2 separate regions of the Canis lupus genome follow, and region 1 is linked to region 2. Evidence: chromatin contacts called from public Hi-C data. All regions are on one chromosome and are shown on one strand. The core of a region is the stretch at or near the end of the contact, and the rest is flanking DNA. Distances in the headings are between cores, read along the strand shown.

The links. A called contact is a pair of places that touch in the nucleus more often than the background predicts.
Region 1: a Hi-C map of skin fibroblasts shows a contact between it and region 2, with 3 times the contacts expected there. The contact joins the promoter of LOC111092485 here to the enhancer-like site in region 2. A contact is called at or near these places in 3 of 9 Hi-C or Micro-C datasets (amygdala, liver and skin fibroblasts).

Annotation. Positions count from the first base shown.
Region 1 is chr25:6,784,208-6,790,925 of UU_Cfam_GSD_1.0, forward strand. It overlaps LOC111092485, which reads right to left and starts at 4,134. Exons shown (of 4, transcript XM_038574486.1): 1 at 4,093-4,134; 2 at 3,785-4,016; 3 at 2,496-2,588. The coding sequence starts at 4,134.
Region 2 is chr25:6,628,574-6,634,993 of UU_Cfam_GSD_1.0, forward strand. No RefSeq gene overlaps it. Among named protein-coding and RNA genes, the nearest start is that of RFC3, 81 kb to the left of the region's middle. Within about 2 kb of position 4,303, at least 3 of the 20 cell types and tissues checked have an H3K27ac peak or open chromatin away from gene starts, as enhancers often do.

The sequences.
Region 1 (6,718 bases), core at 2,884-5,383, 160 kb after region 2:
CAATGACTGACAGAAGTATTCTATATTGCCAGTGTACAAGGAATTTAAAAAAGGTCCTAGTACAGAGTAAAAATGTTACAGTAATGTTAGTCTCAAATGGAAAGTATTAACAAGGCTATCGATTGTAGCAAAAATAACATTGATAAAAAGGTATATAAAAAAGGTATGATACTGCAAGAGCTGAATCAACTTATTTCAAAATTTCTCCTTGGAGAAATGCTTCTTTCCACCGATGTTCATTACACATCCATTTAGGTATTATGTTTTTAGAAAGTAGGAGGAAAGATAAAAACAAAACAAAAAACAACCCAAAACAAACAAAAAACAACCAGAAAATGGAACCTGAAATAATCAACAGAAAATATTTTTGAAAGCAAATCTGATGCTGGAGTCTTAATTTGATTATTACATCAAACTCCAGCAATCCTTGATTGAAAGTAAATTACATCATCTCGCATGATGCTTAATGGCAAAATTAGCTGAGAAAAATGGTGACATTAATAGCCATAATAAAAAAATATCATAAATTACTAATTACATTTAGTCAACAAACAGGGTTATTAAATAATACTTCCCAAATACAACAGGTAGCATTTCTAATGAATAGCTGGGTTTTACATAACACCTCTCTTTATCCTGAGTGAATTTGTAACAAGGTTCATTTATTTATTTTTAAAGATTTTATTTTTTAAATATTTTATTTATTCGTTCATGAGAGAGAGAGAGGCAGAGACTCAGGCAGAGGGATAAGCAGGCTCCAAGCCATCGAGCCCGACATGGGACTCAATCCCGGGACTCCAGGATCACGCCCTGGGCCGAAGGCGATGCTAAACAGCTGAGCCACCAGGGCTGCTCTCAAGGTTCATTTAAAATAAGGCACAGAACATGTCTGTCTTTCCCTGGTTTAAACGGTTAATCAGTAATGACTCAGATACAAAGTACCAGGACTCTTAGGGAAATACCATAGTTTTAGGACAGGTGTTCTCAACCTTTTTTTTTTTTTTTCTTTTTCCTTTTTCTGTTGGCAGCTCATTCATATTATAAGGGAAAAGAAAAGGACTGGAGTCCAGTGAACAAAATACTAATGATTTTTAAAAACTGAGGTAGAAAATAGCCAAATGATAACAGCTGGGAATTACAAAAGTACAAAACATTTCATAAACATAAAATATCACATAATCCTAAAAAAAGGTAGTTAGTGGAAGAAGAGCAATAATTAAGAATAGTTAACATGTCTCAATATAACACTGAGGACACACTAGCAGGAAAGCAACCTTCTTGAATATTATGGAAATTCCAACTGCCTGCATGTGTGCATATAGAGTAAGAATCTGTAAAGTTGCCAACAGTTGGTGGCATTGCACAACAGAGTGGAGTCCTGAATTAGAATCCTCAGTTATTTGTGGTAATGCAATAATCTTAGTCTATGAATACCAAATTTAGTAATAAGCCTTAATAACTCATTCAGCAGGTTACTACTAAGAAGCACTTAGTTGCCAGTAAAAATCCATCTATGAAATTGGCTTCATTCATATATAAGTATAAAAAATGAGTCTTGCATTTTTCCATGAAGGGAGCTCTCAAAGCCCATGAATTTGCTTTATTACAAGACTGATTTAGGGAACCCAGTGTCTGACATAGAGCTCAAAATAGACAATGTAGTGAGTGTATGGACCTAAAATATACAGAAAGAAAATAAGCATGTGTGATTAATATCTGATTTCATAAAAACATATAAAGTACAATTTCATTGATCTGATGTAAGTTTTGATACATTTTAGTATGAATTGATTTCTCAAAGCATATAACGAATTCATTCCTTTAATCACTTCAGTGATATTAAAATTGTTTTTGATTCATAAAAACCTTACAAAATTACTGCAAAACATTTCAATGTTTTTTGTTGATCTTTAGATGTGTGAATTTACAAATCAAAGATGTATCAGCTTTTTTTTAGTAAAGGCAATCACACCACAGCAAACATTCTAAACTTTTATCTGAATTTAGAAATAATTTCAGCTATGAACATAACAAATCTAACAATTTGTATTTCACTTAGGAGCAAGTGTGGTGCACTATACTATGTCAGCATCTAATGCAGTGGCAGAGTTAGGATATGACAAGAATTAAATGGAAAAGGCCTGAAGAAAGGTTAGGTAAGCCATTTTTACCAATGAAAGCATTGTGTCCCTTTGTGAATGGCACGGTGTGGTGAAATGGGGTGGATAACGGATCTTGGGGAGATGCAAAAGGACTTCGAAAAAGCCTGGCATCTTCCAGAGAATAAAATTAGAATGTTTGTTGAAACCACTTTGTCCTTAATTTCAGTAATTTCTCATTACTTACTTTTAGCAGCTAATGAGAAGGATGGAAATTACTGCAGAATGACTGAAATTTTAGTATACCTGGTATTACAGCACCCTCTATCACATGATCATATATATACAGAACATTTACATGTAGTAGTCACTTTAATGTGGGCAATATTCACTTACGTACAGCTTTCCCGGTTCTAGGGCTTAATACTTTCCAGCAAAGGGGCCAAAGGCCTATACATTTTTCCAGTTCTAGTTTCATCACTCTCTCTCCTGTAATAGCGAAGAGCATTAATGACAAAGCAATCCTGAGCTCTAAATTCTTCCAGGTGTGCGTCTAGTGCCAACAGCTTAAATGTCAGGGGAGAATTTTTTCAAAGCTATTATTATCCAGCTCTACCCCCCGGGTCCTTCCCAGTAGAAACTCCGGGTTTTAAGGCCAATGTGTTTTAAGAAGCCTTTCGGGGACTTGTGAGGCAAGCTCAACTTTAAGAATCACTGCTATAGAAGAAATGAACAGACGCTAATGTACAAATTCTGAAGGAAACGTATCTCGCTTTCACTATACACACCGATATTCAGTTAAAACGTCATTCCAATAAAACACAATCTCATGCTTGCTACCTAACGGTGTCGTCAGGCCTACAAGCTTCCAGGGAAACCTAGGTTGTCACTAAGAATTCAGTATCAGGGAAGAATTCACCTCGATTTTGCAGACTTCGGGGAAATTACGTTTCCTCTGGCTATCTAAAAGAAATGTGCCGTGCCCACAAACCCAAATTCAGCCTGAGCATTTCTGAGGCTTTGTCTGGGAAATGTCCTTAGCCTCTTTGTTTTTTTAAATGTTTCAGGCTTTTATTTAAAATCTAGTTAACATACAGTGTAACAGTTTCAGCAGAATTTAGTAATTCTGGCCTTTTTTTAAAGCAAAATTCCCACTAAGTCCTACGCTTCCCGATGGGCTCCCAACACGCCCAGCGCCCGCCCAGCGCCCAGCGCCCGCCACGGCCTTAAAGCGTGACAAGAAACAAAAGCTTTTCTATCAGAGGACAAGCTAAGCCGCCAAGTCTGTGCGACCGTCCGAGCAAGGGGAAGTGCTCCGCTCCTGACAGACGGGGACACTCACGGGGCGGGACTGGAGCAGCTCGGGAACAAGGCAGTGGAAACATAAACACAGGGACACGTTTTTTCTGGGCTTAACTCTAGAGAAAGAAATCCATTTCCTCTCCATTTTGGGATTGGGAACACACAGCGACTCCCCCACACAGACCCCTCTTCAACGTCCCGGGAAGTGTGCGGGGGACCCGGCGGGGCGGGGCGGGGGCGCGGGGGCCTCCCTTCCCGGGGGGGGGGAGGGGGGGCGAGAAAAAACCGCAAGGGCCGAGGTTTCTCTGGAAGGTTCCGAGAGAAAAGTGCGCGCGCCCCTTCTCGGGCGGTGGGAGACGCGGCACCAGATGGCGCTGCCGCACCGAGAGCCGCAGCCTGGGCGACCACGGGGGCGGAAAGAGGCGTCACCGGATCCTTCTCTTCGTGTCCCTCGCCGGAAATGCGCGCTGGCGCCAGCCGCTGGTCCCGGATATTAAGCCTTCTGGAGAGTTCCCGCGCGGGGGCGGGGCTAGGACCGGAACCGAACGGCGCCCGTCGGGCCTCGGGGCGGAAGCCCCAGGCGGTACCAGCAGGGCCGGCCCTGCGTGCGCGCGCCTCTTCACGGCGGGAGCGCGGGGCTGGGGGGCGGTGGAGAGCGTGGGGGGCGGGGCCTCGCCAGGCGCCTGCGCACTTTGGGGACGTAGTCGCCGTCGGCGTGTGCGTCTTTCTCCATCTTTGTACGTTTGCTGGCCTTGCGAGGCGGAAGTGGTGACGTAGTCGTTTTTTTGTTTTGTGTGGTTTCCCCCCCCCCCCCCCCTCTCCCGCCCACAGGGTTTGGGTTTCTAGCTGTGAGTCAGGCTTCTGGAAGTCATTGTGGAAAGTTAAGGGTACATGAGGTAAAAACTCGAGCTGTATTTTCCTCTTGACTCTAAAGCGATCCAAATGTTTGGTGGGCGCGGTCCCAGTGCTGGTACGGACCCAGCTTTTCCCTCTAAATCTCTGGACCGGCCTGATTCCACCCACTCTGCTTCTTTGAGCGTCAATCATTAGGCGGTAGGGATGTCACAAGGGAGCGCAGGCAAATTGTTCTGCGGAACCCGACACAGTTATTTAAGGAAGCGTGCTTTCGCTTTTTTAATAGTGCTTTTCAAGAATTGAAGGAGTTCAGTCGACTTAATTTTTCTGTTTTTGTCCGTGTAAACATTTTATATTGTGCTTTTTGGTGGTATAGTCCTGGTCCTCATCACACTTTGCGAGCTTCAGGAAGGCTGCGGGCACACAGCATGCCAAAGGAGGAGTCTGCCCCTTCTCCATTTTTGCCAAGTAGAGGCAAACCACTTGGATGGATGGATGGGCCGTAGTGACTAGTGAGGAGTGCTCTGTTTTGTTTTTAGCTGCAGCAGCAGGGAAACAACGAATGTCGCAGAAGCAAATCTGTATCCGTCCTGTTTTAATTTTAGATTGTAACTCCAGAAGTGTCAGCTGCAAGGTGCTTGGTTCTCCCAAGGAATTTGTTCAGCTCTGGTAAACACTTATCCCTGTGTTTCAGAGCTCCTCCTGTCCTGTGGCCTACCATAAGAATTGAGTACTTGAGAGATGCAGAGCGGAAGTAATAGAGACTTAAGTGGATAGACTAAGAGAAGCAGGTGGACTGGGGGATGCAAGGAAGTTAGATCGCCTCTAACGGCTGAATGAGGACGTTTTAGTTTCTTGATTAAACCTTTTGGGTGGTCTTGGTAGTAGGTGTAAAGAAAGCTGCCGTGGCTTGAGTGTGGGCAATATTGCAGTATCATTAGACTGACTAGAACGAGGACAAGTAGGAGGCAAGACATTCAGGAAAATGTAAAAAGGGCGGGGGGGGGGGGGAACCATAGTGATAGGTATTAGAAAACGTGAAGGGGCAAGAGTCAAAGGTGTGATAGATGTGGGAAGAGGCTGATTCGGAAGACAGAACAGTGTTAGATCTCAACCTGAGTGGTAGAATGAGGAATAAGTTCTTTATTAGAGGTTTCCGTTTTGGAAATAACTGCATATGATTGAAAGACTCCTTCATTTTGCCACCATTATATACTAGTAACTTACACTAACATAGTTCTCCATAGTTTAAAAAATGTATCCGTTTATTTTATTTATATTCACAACTAGAGGCATTTAAATCACTTGTCTGAATATACCTCAACTCTTGTCCCTCACTGTGCTTGCCTGGCAAACCTGGCTCATGGAGAAATCACGCACTTAAGTTTTCTGTGCTTGCGCCCAAGAGCTTGACGATTGGATGAGCTAATAATGATCTCACACCTAAATGGGCTCTCCATATTGTCCAGTCATCCAGCTCCTTTTCTCTAGTGACTTGACTGTTTTCTGGAAACCAAATATTTCATTATTCTTCCTTTCTCAAATTACCAACTGTCTCTTCAACCAATTACTCTGCTTCATACTTTATTAAAAAATGAAATTGTGAGTCTAAGCCAAGAATTCTTTTTTTAGCATCTACTCTGCCCACACCTGTACTTTTTAAATATCTTCCATCTACTTTTAAAGGATCCTAGGTCTTTCTATCGAATGCAAACATGATACTGTTAGTTTTTAGTTTTAGCCATTTGAGTGGGTATAGGTGTTAATTTTATTTTTGTGAAGTGTATTTAAAACTTTTGCCCGTTTTTAAAATGGAGCTTTTCTTATAATTGAGTTGTAGGAATTGTTTATATATCATGTATATTATTTATTTTGTTATTTTGTGGTGAAAGCACTTCACGTAAGATCTGTTGTCTTAGCAAATGTTTAAGCATGTAATATATTACATATTGGCACTGTGCTGTACAATAAATCTCTAGAACTTACTCATCTTGTATAACCAACTTTGCACCCTATAATACCTCTGTTTTCCTTTCCCTTTGAACACCTTTTATGTCAAAGTGTGTGTTGTGAATATTTTGCTACCAGTTTGTGGCCTGCCTTTTCATTTTCTTAATAATATGTTTGGAAGACCAGTTTTTGTAAGTTGTATATTTCTAGGAATTTGTACATATTATCTAAATATTAAAGTTCATTAGCATAAAGTTGCAAATAAAATCCTATTATCTTTTAAGTATTCACAATTTATTACATTTAAGCCTGTTATCCATTGCCGGTTAATTCCTCTGTATGGTATAACAGTAGGAGTTGATATTCATATTTTTCAAAATGAGAATCCAGTTATTCCAGCAGCATTTGTTGAAAGGATTATCCTTTTCCCCATTGAATCACTTTGACACCTTTGTCTGATTTTTTTTAATACCTCTTCAGTTCTATTGGTAAATATATGTCTGTCCTTATGC
Region 2 (6,420 bases), core at 3,053-5,552:
CCTTGATTTGCATGGATTTATTGTTAGAGTTCCAGCCTCCGGTTAAATTGAACATCTATGTAATAGTTACTGAAGTCAAGCTCACTACTGACTGAGCGATGCGTTCTTCATCAAAATTAGAGGTCAACAAGCTGACGCTGAACTCTTTACCAAAATCCACATTTGAACTATTTTAATGTAAATACAGGTCTTTAGTTTATAGAATTAAAGATTATAGGTGAAAGGAAATCATGTTCTTTCTCTCTATAACAGTAAGAAAGGAGGGATACCTGGGTGGCTCAGCAGTTGAGCACCTGCCCCTGGCTCAGGGCATGATCCGTGGTCTCAGGATTGAGTCCCACATCAGGCTCCCTGCCTGGAGCCTGCTTCTCCCTCTGCCTATGTCTCTGCCTTTCTCTCTCTGTGCCTTTCATGAATAAATAAATAAATAAAAATCTTTAAAAAAAAAAAGAAGAAAGAAAGAAAGAAAGAAAGAAAGAAAGAAAGAAAGAAAGAAAGGGAAATGTGGTGAGTCTTAGGAATCTGCTATATTCTAAAAATTGTCTGAGTGCTACATCATCATTGGTCTAATGGGCCTACATGTAGGAAGAGCATTGAGCCAAAGAGGATTATTTTCAAGCCTTAAGATTACCAGAATTTGTCTTGCTAAGCTTTGGACTTGCTTGGGACCCATCACCTCTTTCTTGTTTCCGATTTCTCCCTTTTGGAATAGGAATACCTATCCTGTGCCTCTCCTACCGCTGTATTTTGGAAGAGCATAACTTATCTGGTTCCACGGGTTCACAGCTGGAGAGAAATTTTGCCTCAAGTTTCACTGATACCTGATTTAGATGTTATTTAGATAAGACTTGATGCTAGAATGAGTTAAGATTTTGTGGGTTTTGGGCAGGAGATGAATGTGTTTTGTATACAAAAAGAACACAAATTTTGGGGGGCCAGAGAAAGAAATGTTAAGGGTTGAATTGTGCCCCCCTAAAATTCATATGTTGAAGCCCTAATACAGTGGGACTGGTGGTCTTACAAGAAGAGAAAGGGACACCAGAGTGCCCTCTCCTTCCAAGTGCACACAGATAAAAGGCCATGTGAGGACACAGTGACAAGGTGGTCATCTGTAAGCCAGGAAGAAAGGCATCACAAGAAACCAGTTCTGCCGGCACCCTGATCTTGGACTCCCAGCCTCCAGAACTGTGAGAAAATACATCTCAGTTGTTGTTGCTTTTTTTTTTTTTTTTTAAGATTTTTATTCATTCACATGAGAGACACACAGAGAGAGGCAGAGATATAGGCAGAGGGAGAAGCAGGCTTCATATAGGGAACCTGATGGGAAACTCGATCCCAGGACCCTGGGATCACAACCTGAGCCAAAGGCAGATGCTCAACCACTGAGCCACCCAGGTGCCCCCTAAATTTCTGTTGTTTAAGCAATTCTGTGGGTGGTATTTTGTTACAACAGCCTGAGCAAATTAATATACCGTCCAGTTAATAAATACCAATGGTTTCTGAAATTAGTCCACCAGTCTAGGAAATTATTATTATCCCATTATCAACAGCAATTTCTTGTCCCCTGAGTGAGAAGCCATGTAACTGGCAGTATAAAATTAAGAGATCCTAGAAATTAAGTCAAAATCTCCTCAGGAACCAAATTAGACGAATAAAAATTTTTTTCAAGATGTATCTGGATAAGAATAAAATAGCTATTGGCAAAATATGTATATTTTGCTAAAAGGCAAAATTAATGTAATTCAAGTAACGACTAAATAAAAAATTCTCTTTAGAATACATTACAGGATTTTTAAAAAGATTTCCTTTTCTACTAGCGTTTTACTTGAATTAATTTAAAACATGTTTGAGCAGGGTGCTTGGGTGGCACAGTTGGTTAAGTATCTGACTCTTGGTTTTTGACTCAGGTCATGATCTCAGGGTCATGAGATCAAGCCTGGCGTTGGGCTCTGTGCTCAGCAGAGTCTGCTTGGGATTCTTTCTCCCTTTCCTACTGCCCCTCCTGTTCGTGCGGGCTCTCTCTCTAATAAATAAATAAATATTAAAAAAATAAAAAATAGAATGTGTTTGACCTGACTGAGCCACACTGACTGGGAATAGAGATATAAGCCTGCTTTCTGCATATAGCAGATGAGATGGAGAATTTCTTATGAATACTTAGAGCTGACTGTATTCAGATTCTGTGGGGGCATGTGAAGTAATTCTCAGCTAGATAGGGCAGGCACTTGAATGAGAGAAAATTCCAGTGAAGGTCTAGTGGATGGTAGTGTGAAGTTGTCTTTCTGTTCTAGGTATGGGAGCCACTCTGAACGAAAGGCTAGGAAAAGGAGTAGAACCTTTCTTTGTGCAGAGAACTAGCAGTGATTAGGAAGACAAGTCAAGAGATTGTTTTTGGTAAACCAATGACTAGCTCTTGGAGTTTTCTGAGGGTGGCTTGGCTTGAAGGGAGGATGAACATTTTCATCATGTTTGTGCATTCATCACATTTGCTGGATGCCCACCAACTTTCTGATTGATACTCCCATTACATGTGTGTTTAAAATTATAGTGTGCCCGTCAGAACCACAAATTCACTATTTTTATAAATCAGATTGTGATTTAATTGGAGTATGCAATATAAACAAGTTTTATCTAAAAAACAGAAATATCTTCCAACCAGATAATGCCACTTGTGTGATCTTTTCACTGGAAACAACATGGCTAATGAAGGAAGATGTCTTCCCTTCTTCTTTGTGCCAGTCTTATTCAAAGTTATTAGCACAGTAAAAGTCCACAAGACTGGATCAATGATGGCAAACAAACAGAAGACAGAACAGAATCCTCCTCTTAACAACTGCAAAGCAACATGATTGAGCCTCCTGCAGGGCTTTCTGCGCAGCTTGTTCCAGAAAAGGCTCTGAAGTTTGCTCTCTTCCAGTCCTCTAACTTTCCATTCTGTAATCATGTGTAGGTTGTAAGACCTCAGACTCAATTTTCCAGATGACTTCATGGACAGAGAATTGCTAATTTGTTATACTGATCTTGACATTTCAAACTGAATTGAAAACAGTTTTCCTTAATTGTGTTGTTCCTGGTGAAAAAAATTAGACAAAACTGGCATGTTTTGGTTGGGCAATATTTCTATTTTGGTGTCTTAGAAATATAGTCCTTTAACCCCAAGCTGATATCCATGTATTAATTTCTCAGCTCGCCCCATAGAGAAAATTAAATGTGAATAACACTCTACAGGGCTATTTGGGAAATAAAGATTTTACCTACAAGAGCACTATTTTATTCATATTATCCATCATAGAATTATTGCAAGAGAGGTGTTGTGGAAAACCTTTTTCTCCACTTAGCAGACAAATGTATTCTTTAAGAACTAATTCTCCAAATATGGGTAAATCTTTAGGGAAAAAAAGTGTCAGAAAGAGAACGAGGCATCTCAACAGCTTTAAATGTGCCTTTACCTTCAAGTATGTTGAAATTAAAGTTGACTGTAACTTTTCCCTCTAAAATATTTGCTAAAACATTGTGCTTGTCTAGGCTTTTATTAATACATGTATCTTAAAATATGTAATAAATATTATAGGATATATATTTATATAGAAAACAATTCTATATTAGATTTACATGTAGATTTAGTACATATAATAATATACGTAAATTTTATAGGAGAAAATTGTAGGCTGGTAATTCCTACAAGAACTAGAAACCATAATTGCTTTCAATAGTACAAATGGGAGGCCTGGCTGCTGTATCCTGAGGCACCTCTCCTCACCCAAGCTTTTGTCCTTCTAGAGGTATATTCTCTCAGGAATGCAACACAAGGTGGTGCTGTTGTATTTATGCTAAACCAGCTGCAAGCCCAGCCACTTAGGCTATCTGTAGATTTGATCTGAAAGTGTTAAGTGTCAAAGGCAGGGAGGGATGGGTTTTGCATATATAAGTGTTTACAGTGTAGTTATCCTTTCAGAGAAGAAAAGCTACGTAGAAATAAGGTGATGGAAAGTAAGGTTTGTCCATTTGTGGAAGCTTCTGGGAAAAGCATCTTAACAGAAGAAAGTGAAACAGCAAATGGGTTCCTTTTGTGACTAAATTGCAGGCGCATAGAATGTTCAGGGCTTGAAGAGATACCATTGAGATATTATCTAACCCATTCTCCAATTTTCAACCAGGATTTCATTTATTAAAGTATAAGCCCATGAAACTTTTTTCTTTAAGATTTCCCAAAGAAGGAAATGGGGCAAATTAACAATCAACCCTAGTGCCAGCCATCCTCCCCTCTGCCTGTGATGCAGAGCTGAGCACCTCCTCACACTCCTTTCACTCTGAATTCACATTCACGGGGGATGGAAGGAATGTCACCAGTGGCCCTGCTTGGTGAAGGAACTGCAAGGGACTAGGCCTTAGGGAGCTCAGATTCTCCTCCCTCATCTGACTCTGAACAAGGCAGCCTTCAGATTCTGCATCTCCAAAGACTCAAGAGGTTGGACTAGCATCAGTGGTTTCCACAAATAGTTAGATCAAAGAATTGCCTGGGATGTTTTGTCAAAAATACACATTTCAGAGTCCCACGGACAAAACTGCTCAATCAGAATATCTAGGACAAGGCCTAGAAATTGTACTTAAAAAACTAATAACAAAAGCTGAAGGCTTTTCCCCTCCTGGAAAACTTTTTTCCTGTCTGAAGTTGGGGAAATTACCTATAAATTCATAGGCAGGTAGCCCAGCAAAAGCACTGTTGGCTGGTGAATAGGTGAATAGATATCACTAGGTTAAATAGCTCTTAATTCCCACATGGCTTTAAAATTTTCAGGCATCTCAAACACAAACCCTTTGAAAAATAAAAGTAAATTATCCCAGGTCCAAAGTAACTTTCTTTTGAATTATACTCCCAGTATAATTCTATTGTTATAATTACATTTTTACAAAACTGGAAAGTTAAGGAGCTGGTCAAATATTTGGCCAGTATATAAAACATATTCTGACAAATTCAGCTGTGTTGAAGTCCCTCAACAAGTCCTCTAGGAGGGGGCTTCCTTACTCTTTCAGATTTTGTCTAATTTGGCGAAGTGAAATTCAGTAACAATGCAATTCAGATGATTTACAACCTGAAAGTCTCATCTGAAAGAATCAGATAATTGAAGCAACATTTGTTTACTCTAGCTTATAGTACCAAGGTCATTAATTCTGCTTTCCATTTCCCTTGCTAATATAATGTGACCTCAATGTAATTTTCTAAGTAAATCAATTAGGAGGTTTGGCTTGCATATGCAACTCTCACAAATGGATAATTATCCCAGCAAACAGAAACCTATATACTTTTTGCAAGCCCCAATGTTGGTGTCACTTTCAAATATTTGGTTCTCATTATTTGTAGATTAAAAGCCATTTATAAGTCTAATTACTTTGTTCCACAACAATCTAAAGATCAATATTTCCAGCTCCATGGATCAAATGTATGAAATGATGCATTGGGCCAAAATTAGCATTTAGTTACATATTAAAGTCAGTTAACATCAGAGCTAAGCTCCACTAAATGCCTTTTATGTAATTTGTCCATTAGACCTTTCAAACCACCTCTCAAAATTCGGGCAAGCTACTACTGTTTATCAGTTACAAATTTCCATATTCCTCTGCTGCTCAGTCATGCTGTTCCAAATTACCTCTAAGTCCATGTCTTGTGATTCTCTGTATAATTACATCTGCATTTCCCTGATTTTCTATTAGCTTGTGTCATCCTTTCAGGATTGCTCATGAATGCATTTGCTCCCTTTGTCAGGACACCAGTGCACAGCTCTTCCTCTATTTTGACTCCCAAGCGCCACTGAATAAAAATAGCCTTGTGTCCTCTGGAGTTCTCTGAACCATTTAGGGAAAAAAGAATGCCTGTCATGGAATCACTATCATTTGTAATATCCTCTGCAAAAGAAAGCCACGAGGGGGAAAAAGCCCTAGAACTATTTGTGACCTCATGAAATACAAAAGAAAAGAAAATGTGCCCGAAACAATACAGCTTTTCTTTTCTGTCCTGACTTCTTGGAGCCCCAGTGATTTTGGTTGCCAGACCTGGTCCTGGTTGCAGAGAGGGTCTGAACGTGAGGAAATCGGTTGCTGCCTCAGCAGCGGGTGTGAAATCATCCTGCATTTTGAACCAGGCTCTGTGCCTGCACCACCCTTACTGTTACTGGCTCTAGAAAACTGAGGATGCTTTCTCCCTGGATAGGGCAAACCTTGCTCCTTCTTTGGCCAGAAGCTCTCTCCCGCCGCCTCAGTGGAAGAACTGCTTGCTGGGCCCGCAGACTGCGGTTCTTCAGGCAGCCAATTTTGAGCTTTGTCCTCCATCGAGCTCCCGAACTTCCGAGGCTGGAGAGTCCTGAGGCATAAGATGGAAACTGTATCCACCTCACAGGGCCGTTTGCATTGAATAAACGTTCC